Regions from separate parts of the Sus scrofa genome. Here region 2 is linked to region 1. The links are chromatin contacts, called in public Hi-C maps. All regions are on one chromosome and are shown on one strand. The core of a region is the stretch at or near the end of the contact, and the rest is flanking DNA. Distances in the headings are between cores, read along the strand shown.

Region 1 (6,102 bases), core at 3,245-5,744:
CATATAGGTCCCCATACAGCACAAAGTAGATTCCCTGTGCCACACAGTAGGTCCTTGTTACTCACTCATTCCGTATACAGTAGTGCGTGGTATTTTAAATTAAAGTCTTTTGTACTCTAAACCAACTTTGAACTCCTGGAATATATCCCGTTTGGTTATAATGTATTATCAAACAACCCCCAGCACACACATGTACACACAAGCACACACGATTATGGAGATTTTTAGGTAACCGATTAAATTTCTTGAATATGTTTATGACATTACATTTCCTCTTAGATCCGTTGTATTGCTTTTAAAACATATCTGTTTCACTTACATTTTAGAGTGTATTAGCATACAGTTGTTTCTAATATCCTATTGCTATTTATTTTAGTAAATGCTTTATTTGCATTTGAGAAATAAAACCTCTACCTTAAAGCGATTGGCTGTGTTCTCTGTGTTGACCAATCAGGTTAAGCTACGTATTCTTCAGATCTTCTACAGCTCTTTTGATTTGTCCAACTCCTTGTTCTTCAGTTACTGAGAAGATGTGTTAAAAGATCCAACTATAATTTTACTGTGGACTTGTTACTTTCTCCTTCTTGTTGTGTCAGTCTCTTCTGTGTGTATGTATGTGTGTGTACGTATCCATAATGATATTAAGAAAATTCAGAATTAGTTATTTCATAGTTTTCTGTTGGCTTGCTACTGTAATCATCACAAAATGCTACATTTTATCACTGCTAATATTTATTATGTTAATAGCCACACAAGGTTTTTTTTGTATTTATATATACAGTATGCATCTTTTAAAATTATAGACATTTTATTAAGGGTGTTTTCTAATGTTGTGTTTCATTTTCTTTCAACTTGATTTCTTAATGTAATTACTGTCTTTTTTTAAGTTTACTAGGTTTCTACTGTCTTAGTTTAGTCTCATCTGTTTTTTCCTTTGTTCTTGCCATTTTTGAACCAATAAAATAGGTGCTATTATTGTCGTTACTATAATTTTCTCCAATGATAATTTTTGGTTATTCATTTCTTTCTTTTGTAGAGTTAATATAGGTACTAAAACATGCTTTCTTTACCTCTTAATGTCTATTAAGGTAGCACATTTATTACTTTAACAATATAAGAATTTTATAAGATTGCAACCTCATTAACTCCTTCCCCACCCTTTTAGTTTATGGCTATATTTTTCAGCTCTATATAATTTTAGACCCTTTGTGATTTATTTTCCCCATTTTAAAGAGTAAATATTTTTCATTTTCACCCTTCTTTTCTTTCTAGTGGTTACATTAATTTCCATAATTCTGTCTTTCAGTAGCAATCATTATTCTACATTCTGAATAACATACTTTAGGTGACTAAACACTTATTTTATCTTCTTTTTTGATGAATATTTTCCATTTTAAGATGGAAGTTGTTTTTTCAGAACTTCAAAAATATCATTTCACTGTCTTCTGGCTCCCACGGTTTCTATTGAAAAGTTCACCATGAGTATAAAGACTCTGCTACATTAAAGGTAATGTGCAGAGATCATGATTCTGAAAACCCACTTGTGTATATTCTAAATAAAATATCCCTTGTTCCATAAGGATGCAGACCTGTGTGTACATGTGTGCACATGTGAAAGGTGTTCATCATGGCATTACTTCTGGGGACAGGGAGACTGAAAAAGCTTGGATATCCATAATCAGAAAATGATTAAGAAAACAGGGGTGGTGGCACACTATGAGTGTCTATGAGCGTCTATAAAATAATTAGAAGCAAAAGTCAAATATAAATAACAAACATTTAAAACAACCAAATTAAAAATAAGCAACAAAGTAATATTTAACAAAATAAAAAATATATAGGTTTCTAAAGTAAACATTCAGTAAATGACTTTGTAGTCCCATATCTAAGAACATATGCCAATGGGTAAGACCTGAGAGGAGATGTGAAACTCAGAGATAAAAGCAAAGGAAACAACAGAACAAGACATGGATCTAGAAAAGACAGTGTTGATGTGGCATTGAGTAAAAGGTATCATGAATCTTACTTCACCTTGAAAATACTCATGAGCTTCAATAAACTTTTTAATGAGTCTATCAGTTTGGGATTCACAGGCATACAAGGATATAAATGGTTATTGATAGAGAAATAAGGCAAAAGGACCTAACCCAGGGATATGCTACTATAAAGGAATCCAGAAGAAAAGGAAAGGCACATGAGACCATCAGTAGTTTCCATGAGAATGAAGAACAACATGGGATGTGTGGGATGTTCCAGAAGTGGAAGAAAGAAAATGGACAAAGGAACGATTCAGTTACATCCAGTGTTGCAAGACTGACACAGAGGAGAACCTGTGGGATGGAAGAGCAAGAAAGTAACATGTGAGACTGATCAAAACTCTTTCAGTGAAATGCTGGCATGAAAGGTATTCTGGATAAAGCCAGAGGTGGGTGAGAATTATGTCTGGATGAGTGACTAGAGGTAATGAATATTAGCAATCTTTCGTTACATTTTGCTATCAAGGTGAACAGAAAATATGCGAATTTTGCGATGAACATTTATGTGTCTTGTGCCTTTGTAAAATTAAAAATACTAGAAGATATATCAGAAAATAGAAATTAGTGTAAAGTAACCACATCAGAGGAAGGCAACGTGGATTCTTGAAAGTTGTGCAGGAAAAAGAGACTCTGAAATCCGTTTTATGACATCTGAGACAATGCTTCAAAACTGAGTTTCGTCATAGCCTCTCACCTTCATGTTAATTTAGAAAGAGGCTGAATATTACACAGAAAATGTTTAAGTGAATCAATTAGTTTTATTTTCAGCTCAAAAGAAGAAAAGTACCCACTGTTCTGCACAAGGCTGTACTCATAGAAATGCACTTATTAAAATATTTTATAAATTTCATTGCTCTATGTCTCACTCCACACTATGCAGTCTTTGAAATCTTTCTCAAAAAAGAGAAAACTCATTACCTGGGAGGAAGCAATTATGAGAAAGACTTGGGCAAGGAGAAAACTATTCAGATACCAGGTTTCTAGGTTTCTTAAAAGACGCACAGAGGCTTACACGTCATTATATTATTGTCTTCATGGTAAACTTTCTAGTTTCATCTTTAAGATGTCATTGAGAAAACAAAGAACTTTGGTGAATAAAGAGAATACACAGTGCATTTTTTTCAAAGCTAAATCTGTTCTTAAATTGAAATTCCAATGACAATTAAAAACAGCAATTTCAGTCATCTGGCCCCAGATCCTTGGGTTCACAAGATTCAGTTTTCAGGAAAATTGCTCCTACTCCAAATGAGTATTTTTGTTTCTTGGAACCTGATAATATTGAGACCTGAATTATAGAGAGAACCTGGAGGTGAAAAACTCATGCGGAGGTTGATCTGGCAGGAAAATTATTTGCTAGTCTGCAAACAATATAATGGGGATGGACCTTGCTCTCTTGGCAAGGTCAGTTGCCTATTCTTGGAAAGTCTCTTGCCTAAACAAACAAAGAGAAGCATTTTTGTCTTCTCATCCCATCTGAGGCAAATTTTCCTTTTTCATAAATCATGGGATTTTGTGTTCTTAGAACCTGAAAGGATCCTTATGACACAGTCTTGTATCTGCTTGGTTTTCACCCCATAGACAACAGGATTCATAGTTGGAGGCAAGAGCAGGTAGATATTGGCCACGATGATGTGACACGATGGAGGGATTGTGTGGCCCCCAAAGCGGTGGGAAAAGAAGGAGAAGAAAGCTGGGCTGTAGGAGAAGACGATGGCACAGATGTGGGCAGTGCAGGTGCTGAAGGCCTTCTGCCGAGCTTCTGCCGAGGAGAGGCTGACCACCGCCCGGAGGATCATGGTGTAGGAGACGGTGATGCACAGGATGTCGAAGCCCCCGATCAGGAGGGCCGCCATCAGGCCGTAGACAACATTGGCCTTGATGTTGCCACAGGAGAGCTTGGCCACAGACATGTGGTCGCAGTAGGTGTGGGGTATGACATTGCCTCTGCAGAAGGGCAGGCGCTTGACGAGGAGCGTGAAGGGAATGATGAGGAAGACCCCTCTGAGGAAGGTGGAGAGCCCAGCCTTGGCGATGACGGGATTGGTGAGGATGGTGGCGTAGCGCAGGGGGTAGCAGATGGCCACATAGCGGTCCAGGGCCATGAGCATGAGCACCCCAGACTCCATCCCTGTGAAGGTATGGACAAGGACCATCTGGACCAGACATTCTTCAAAGCTGATTTCCTTGAGATGGAACCAGAAGATGCTGAGGGCTTTAGGGATTGTACTGGAGCACATGACAAGGTCGGTCAGGGAGAGCATGGCCAAGAAGTAATACATGGGCCTGTGCAGGGAGTCCTCACAGCAGATGAGGTAGAGGAGCCCGCAGTTGCCCACCACAGCCACAACATACATGGAGCAGAAAGGGAAGGAAATCCAGAGGTGCAGGTCCTCCAGTCCTGGGATCCCAGTGAGAAGGAAGGAGCGTGGATTCATATCTGTCTGGTTCAGCACGAGCATCATCAAGCTAATTTGATCATTAATCTAGTCTGGTGTTTGTGGATCCTCCTAGACAGACGTAAGAGAAAAAAAAAAATCTTTTTCATCACCATGTCTTCATTCCTTTTGCCTCTTTTCTTCAAGGTACATTTCAGTCGCCATATAACAAATCTTCCTGACTTCCAAGGAATATGAACACAAACATAATTTAAACCAAATGGATTTTTCTGCCTGTGTGTATTATCTTTTCATTCAGTCTTTTATAGAAGTATTTAACAAATACTTTTGATGTCTAACTTGCTTAGTTCTTTAATAGACCAAATGTATCCGTTTATAAAAGATGAACATTTTGTGACTATTTTTCTAAAGCAATTTTTTTTCTCTTGTGGCTGCACCCGTGGCATGTGGAAGTTTCTGGGCCAGGAATTGAATCCCAGCTGCAGCTGCAGCAATGCAGAATCCTTAACCCACTGCCGTGGGGCCTGGGATCAAACTGGCACTGCCACAGAGACAAGCCGGATCATTAACCCACTGCAACCAGAGCAGGAACTCCCCAAAGCTGTTTTTGTTGATATATCATTTAAATATTTGTAATTATGTACATATTCCAGACAGAAAAATCAACATGAAAAATGAAAAATGTAAAATATCATATTTTGAGAAAAAGATAGAATATAGTGGTTTCTCTTGAATGTGGGCATCAGGGGGATAGCAGTGGGGCTAGATATTGGGCCAGGCCAGAATGGCATACTTTATTAATTTCTGAACAGCAGGATTCTCCTAAGGAGACAGTCAGCCTGAGGGACATATCTTGGCTAGCTTTTTTTCAGATGTTATACTGAAAACTGCAGAAGTCAGAATACTTTAAGAATTCTTGGGGAGTTCCCGTCTTGGCACAGTGGAAACAAAAAACAACTAGGAGCCATGAGGTTGTGGGTTTGATCCCTGGCCTTGCTCGGTGGATTAAGGTTCTGGCATTGCTGTGAGCTGTGGTGTAGTTTGCAGACATGGCTCGGATCTGGGCTTGCTGTGGCTGTGGCATAGGCCAGCAGCAACAGCTCTAATTCGACCCCTAGCCTGGGATATCCGTATGCCACAGGTGCAGCCCTAAAAAGACCAAAAAAAAAAAAAGAAAAAGAAAAGAAAAAAGAAAGAATTCTTGAATTGTAGGTTAATGACTAAAATTTGGAAAACACAAATTTAGCCTCTAAAAGCAGAATGTAAATGCATAAATCACTGTAAAAAGATAAACTAGGTGCAAATTTATATACCACTCATCATCAATCTTCATTTCCAAAATTTGTTTTGGCCGCACCTACAGCATGTGGAAGTTCCTGGGCCAAGGAGCAGACCTGCACCATAGTAGCAACCCAAGCCCCTGCAGGGATAACGCCAGATCCTTAACCCACTGCACCACAAGGGAACTCCCCATTTCCAAAATGTATAGGCAGTAATTTTCCACTCCTCCTGCAACCATACCATTCTTAATTCTTTGGACATGAAAATAGATTCTTCCTGGTAGATAGAGCTGCAAAATATATATTGGCTTAAAATATAAGAATGAAAGGACTTATACACAGATTCTAATTCAAGTAATAAGAACAGGGGCAAGCAAGTGGGCAGCTGAA
Region 2 (5,636 bases), core at 2,540-5,039, 94 kb after region 1:
GGGTTCTAAGTCCAATAACCGATGTCCTTTAAGCGGCAAGGGTGCACAGACACACAGGAGAGAAGGCCATGTGACAATGGTGGCAGAGATTGGAGCAAGGCAGCAACAAGGCAAGAAATGCTTAGGATGCTACAAACCACCGGAAACTAGGAGAGGACCGTGGAGCAAATTCCCCTTCAGCGCCTACAGAAAAAAACCCAATTCTAGCACTACTTTGATTTTGGACTTCTGGCCTCTTGAACTGCAAGAAAATAAATACCTGTTACTTCAACCACTCAATTTGCAAGATATACATACCCCAACAGAAGTCAGAAGAATATATATATATATATATATATATATATATATATATATATATATATTTACAACAGTCCCGAGAAACTAATGCAGGTGTAAATATTTGATATTGAAAGAAAGATCTGAAGGATGTAACAAACTATAAACTTCCCCTTTCTGCTCCAAAATGAAAGAGAAAAAAAGGAAGACGTATGGAGATAAATTTAGGTCTAGAAGTCTTCCCACTTCACCAATCATCCATGATGTAAACAGGATGAGACATAAGGCTGAATATGCACCGGTGGGTAAAGTCTAGCCCATGGTACAGGTACTGAAAATTGTCCAAAGTCCGTGTGCTCTTAGCTCCTGGCTGCAATGACTGTGAGTCAGACGAGGCTCTGAGGACTGGCAAGACCAGAGGTTTACATGATATGAGAGTGTTCCCCCACCCCACCCCGCCCTGGTTTACAGCTGAAGCTATGAGCCACCTGTAAGGTTCTCTGCTACTTTTCATTCTGTTCAGAATCCAACCAGTGCTGAGAAACACTAGGAGGCTAAATAGGAACGTGCGATCTACCATGGGGCTATGGACCTCCTGTTCAGAGTGGGGCTGTGGGAACTGATGTCAAAACAGCTGCCACCCAAATGGTTGCAGAAAGAGGAAGCTAAAAATGAGCCAGAGCATCCACACCTGCACAATGACCCAACCAATTCCCAAGAGTGAGCTGGGAGTCCAACAGAAGTCAGAAGAGATCACGTAGCATCTGCAGGACAGGACTCCGGGGTCAGACGGCCGCCATGGTGTCAGATGAATATATGCCACACTTGAGTCTTCTCCTAGCTTCTGGAGGAGTGATACTGGAAACGCTATGTGGGTTAGAGAGTAAACGGAAAGTGTCTCCAGAAAGTCAGGTGCAGAGAAAGATATCCTTTGGAGCTTCCAGACAACATCCTAGACGCTTCTCTTGGGTTCCTGAGTCAGGAACTGCCGCTGGGGGAAGGAGGACCTCTTTTTCTCATCCAAGGATCTAGGGAACTTAGAAACATTGCAGTTCTCCCTCCCCAGCCCTCTAAGCTCAGAGGTCCGGCTTCACAGCTCCTTAGAGTCCAGGACTCAGTCGTATTAATGAGCCTCTCCCAAAGATCTCTAGCTCTGGAAAAATGTGCTTTCGAGAAATCATGTTTTAACACAGGACCACTTTCGTTATCACTCCCAGTCTCATTCGATCATCAGAAGATGCTGAGTGTGGCCTCTAAATTAGCTCACCCATTTCCACGGCCACCATTCTGGGAGCAGTCACCTGCATCTCCCGCCTGGGTTCTGGGGAAACCTTCTCCTCCTGTTCTCCGCTACTACTATTGCCCCTCTTCACTCTCTTGCCATCCCTGTTCTCACATCATGGACCAGAATGACCCTTTTAAAGCAGACACCAACCTTGTCACTCTTCTCTCAAACCAATGTCATCCAGCGTGAGCCAGTTATCATCACGGTCCAGTTAGGTCACAGGACCCATCTCCTCCTACTGCCTCCCACCGCCTGGTACCCTGAGCCCACCTTCTACTCTCCACCTGCACACAGCTCCCCGGTCTACACTGGCTTCATTCCCCCCCCCCACTTCAGGGACAAACCCAAGTGAAAGCCTTCAAATCCTTCACATTCTTTCTTTTTTTTTTTTTTTTTTTTGTCTTTTTGCCTTTTCTAGAGCCGCTCCTGCAGCATACGGAGGTTCCCAGGCTAGGGGTCAAATCGGAGCTATAGCCACCGGCCTACGCCAGAGCTACAGCAACACCGGATCTGAGCCGCGTCTGCGACCTACACCACAGCTCACGGCAATGCCAGATCCTCAACCCACTGAGCAAGGCCAGGGATCGAACCCGCAACCTCATGGTTCCTAGTCGGATTCGTTAACCACTGAGCCACAGCGGGACCTCCAAATCCTTCACATTCTTAAGACTGCGCTCAAACACCTCCTGGCGACGAGGTCTCTCCGTGAGCACTGCTTAAAGTTGCCAGGCCTGGACTAGGTCACTGCAGACCCCTCCGCCTAATTCAGCATTTTAAAATGTTACCCCATAATATTAGCCACCTTCTTGTACGCTACATGAATTATTTTTGGTTTGTTGAAAAGCTCCCCCCCACCACCCAACGAGGATGTAAGCTCCTTTATGTATTTAACGTGTATCGAATGTCGAATGCCTCTTCATTATCTGTTTAGTGCCTAAGAACTACATTGTAAAAATAAGCAGATAAACCCTTTCATCCTGTGTATTAGGTCTGGCTGTTGACCCTGAGGAGGCAATGACATTGGGGCAGCAATGGGCCCTTCCTAGGAGTGAGGCGCAGACGCACGGCAAGGCTGTACCTGTGACTTCTAAAAAGTGGGAGCACAGATCAGAAAGGCCGTGTGTCAAAATGTATGTAGGGTACCAATCAGTGTGAGTGTAAGGGGAGTCCTCCCTCCTCAGTGTCAGGGGATGGAGCAAACGTCTTAGCCACGCCGCCGAGTCTTCGGGCTCCCGCTTAGCGCTCAGCCACTCTCCTGAATTAGCTCTGAACCACATCAACCCCACAAGGGGAGGAGCCGAGGTGGCAGTCAAGGCCACGGGGTGCCAAGGGGGAAGAATGACGACCAAAAGCTCCAAGGCAGCTGTCCACGGGCTCCTGAGGTCCGAGTGGGCAGGGCTCTTCAGAGACGCAAGCAGATGCCTGAGACGGGACCCCAGGGGGACACGGGACAAACGGGGACCCCGGAGGCAGGCAGCTGTCCTCCAACCTGCCCTCCTCAGGCAGGACAAGAGCTGAGGGTGTGTCGGGAACACCACAGACGGAGGGAGGGCGGGGATCCCGTCAGCGCTGCCCCTGAACTTGTCCCCAAGGCTCCATAGAGGGGCTGGGGCTTCCTGCCTTTGGAAAACACGGACCTCTTTCTCCAGGGTCTCTTCCGAGGAGGAGGGGGAGGTGGGCAGAAGAGGAGACTCTTGGTCTCTCTATGAGAGACAGACAGAGAGACAGACAGGTGGGGGGGATGTTCCAGTTTCTCTCAAAACTACAGAACAGGGAGGCAGCGGCTCTGAGCTCTGCCTAGAGAAACAAGGGCTTCTCCAGCCAACAAAACCTCTGCCTTTTCCAGGAGCCCGTCTTCTCTAGACTCAGGGTTGCCATCTGTCTGCCCTGAGAGCAAGAAGCCTGCAAGCTGGCCCTGCTGCCCCTGGGAACAAGCCTGGGCCACAGCCTCAACTCAACCAACGTCTTGGACTTTCCTTCTGCAGTCGCCCCACTCTCGGTGCCCTCGGAGACCTCCGACCTCCCACACCACCTGCAGCCCCACCCTCCCGGGTTAAGGGGTGAAGAAAAGCAATCAGCCTTTACGCACCCAGCAGGGCTCCGTCTGCAGGAAGCAGCTCCTCCCAGGAGCTGGCTGAGAAATGAAAGTGAAATCTTGGCCCGGCCGGAAAGGGGAGGGCGCTCTGGGCCAAGCGGGCAGGCAGCCGCCCTTTGGGGCCCCTGGAGGAGTCCGGCTCTCCCGCGGGGTTCACAGGCTGGGGAGGGACCTTGGGCACCTGAGCCCAAGTCCAGTTGCGGGGATGCTACTGCCACCTAGTGGGCAGCGGCGGGATCGTTCTCCAAGGCGCAAGGCAGCCTGCAAGGAAGAAGGGAGCGAGCAGAGGCTGAGAAGCTCTGCCTGACCCCGTCTGCTTCCCAGGCCAGCTAGGCCCTGAGCGTCTCCTGCCACTTTCACGGTTGTGCACAGGCCCTCGATCAGTCTACCAATGTGAACCATCGCTTCCTGGGCGGCGTCCCACTTGCTCCCGAAAAGCACCACCCGCCTCCTAAAAGCAGGCGTCGAAACCACCCCTGATGGGCAGGAACCTTGACCAGAGGAGTCCCTGTCAAGTCTCCGCCCTTCTTGGGCACAGGGTGACTCTGTGTCTCCACGTGCCTCCGTGAAAAGTGTCCTCTGTTTTGATGAGGAGAATAACTTCCTGGGTTGATTTTTCTGGGCTGCATCCATCAAGGAAATCTTGGTCCCACCTCCCGGAGAACGTGTTACATGAGAAAAAGTGTCACCTCCGGAAACTGCTTTAAAAGGTTGCCCTTATCGCTTTTCGCCTCCCCCATCATCTGACTCATGGTGGGGGGCCAGGGACACATCCGAGGAAGAAGGAAATCTTTAAAAAATTGTTGACATTTTAACAGCTTTCTCGTAAAATTGTCGGTATCCTTTACAGGTGGACCTATGCTGGGACCACGTTTAAGGAGTCACTTCCCACTTGGCCATTTAGGTCTTCTCCTTGGTCCAGTATCGGCCATTTCTAGCATTCAGATTGTCAATCCCTGGACACATTTGTCAAATCGTTGCGTTAGGTGTGCCCAGGACCTTCGTCTGGTCCATCAGTTCTGCGGACTGTGACATCCACGTTTTGTTTTGTTTTTGTTTTTTTATCACTGATTTTACTTGAACATCTTCCCTCTATTTTCCTTCGTCTCGTTTTCCTGTGACTCCGGGGGGCTTTGCCACCGTGCTCTGACTTTGCCGTCTTTCTGCTATTTTCGGAACCTCACGTTCCTGCATAGGATATGTGCAAAGTGGGGGGGGGGGATCGCCACTGGGGGAGCTTTCCTCAGGGTATCGCGATGTCCCCTCGTGCATCCCTCTCAGCTGAGCTCTTCCTCTGGGAGGCAGAAATGGCCTGGAGAGAAGGGCAAGCTGGGTGCATCCAGGAAGTGCCTCTAGTTCCATGGGTAGTTACCCTTGAGCTCTAGGCAAACGGAAGCGAGGCTGCAAGAGTGAGCAGAGTCACTTCGTCAGACTCCCTTGCTGAGCCTTTATCTGGAGGATGGCGACACCCACTACCAGATCCGAGCGCGGGAGACAATGCCAGGTTTTTCCAGCTCCGTCTGGTTTCTCTCCCATCATTTCCTCGCAGGACCCAGACTCCCCCAGAGTCCAACAGGACTCCCTTCTCTGTGAGCCTCTGCCTGCAGAAATGACTCCGAGGCCTGGATCGCCACAAGAACCACCCTGCATAAGGCCCTATGCACGTGGTAGATAATCGCGTATGTTTTAAAAGGTTTGTTTTGCAGTTCCCATTGTGGCTCACTGGGTTAAGAACCAGACTGGTATCCATGAGGATGTGGGTTCTATCCCTGGCCTCGCTCAGTGGGTTAAGGATCCTGTGTTGCTGTGACTGTGGTGTAGGCAGGCGGCTGCAGCTACAATTTAACCTCTAGCCTGGGAACTTCCACGTGCCACAGGTGCAATCCTAAAAAGACAAAAAAAAAAAGTTTAGGAGTTCCCATCGTGGCTCAGTGGTTAACGAACCTAACTAGGAACCATGAGGTTGCAGGTTCGATCCCT

Evidence for each region. A called contact is a pair of places that touch in the nucleus more often than the background predicts.
Region 2: a Hi-C map of liver shows a contact between it and region 1, with 5 times the contacts expected there. The contact joins the promoter of LOC100738479 here to the promoter of LOC100523809 in region 1. A contact is called at or near these places in 1 of 5 promoter capture datasets (liver), 29 of 47 Hi-C or Micro-C datasets (alveolar macrophages, blood, brain and 12 more) and 2 of 2 datasets of contacts at active chromatin or transcription factors (alveolar macrophages and skeletal muscle).

Annotation. Positions count from the first base shown.
Region 1 is chr9:4,089,913-4,096,014 of Sscrofa11.1, forward strand. It overlaps LOC100523809 (olfactory receptor 52N4-like), which reads right to left and starts at 4,495. Exons shown (of 1, transcript XM_003129486.4): 1 at 3,530-4,495. The coding sequence starts at 4,495. The coding sequence ends at 3,530.
Region 2 is chr9:4,184,739-4,190,374 of Sscrofa11.1, forward strand. It overlaps LOC100738479 (tripartite motif-containing protein 34), which reads right to left and starts at 3,790. Exons shown (of 8, transcript XM_005667079.3): 1 at 3,651-3,790.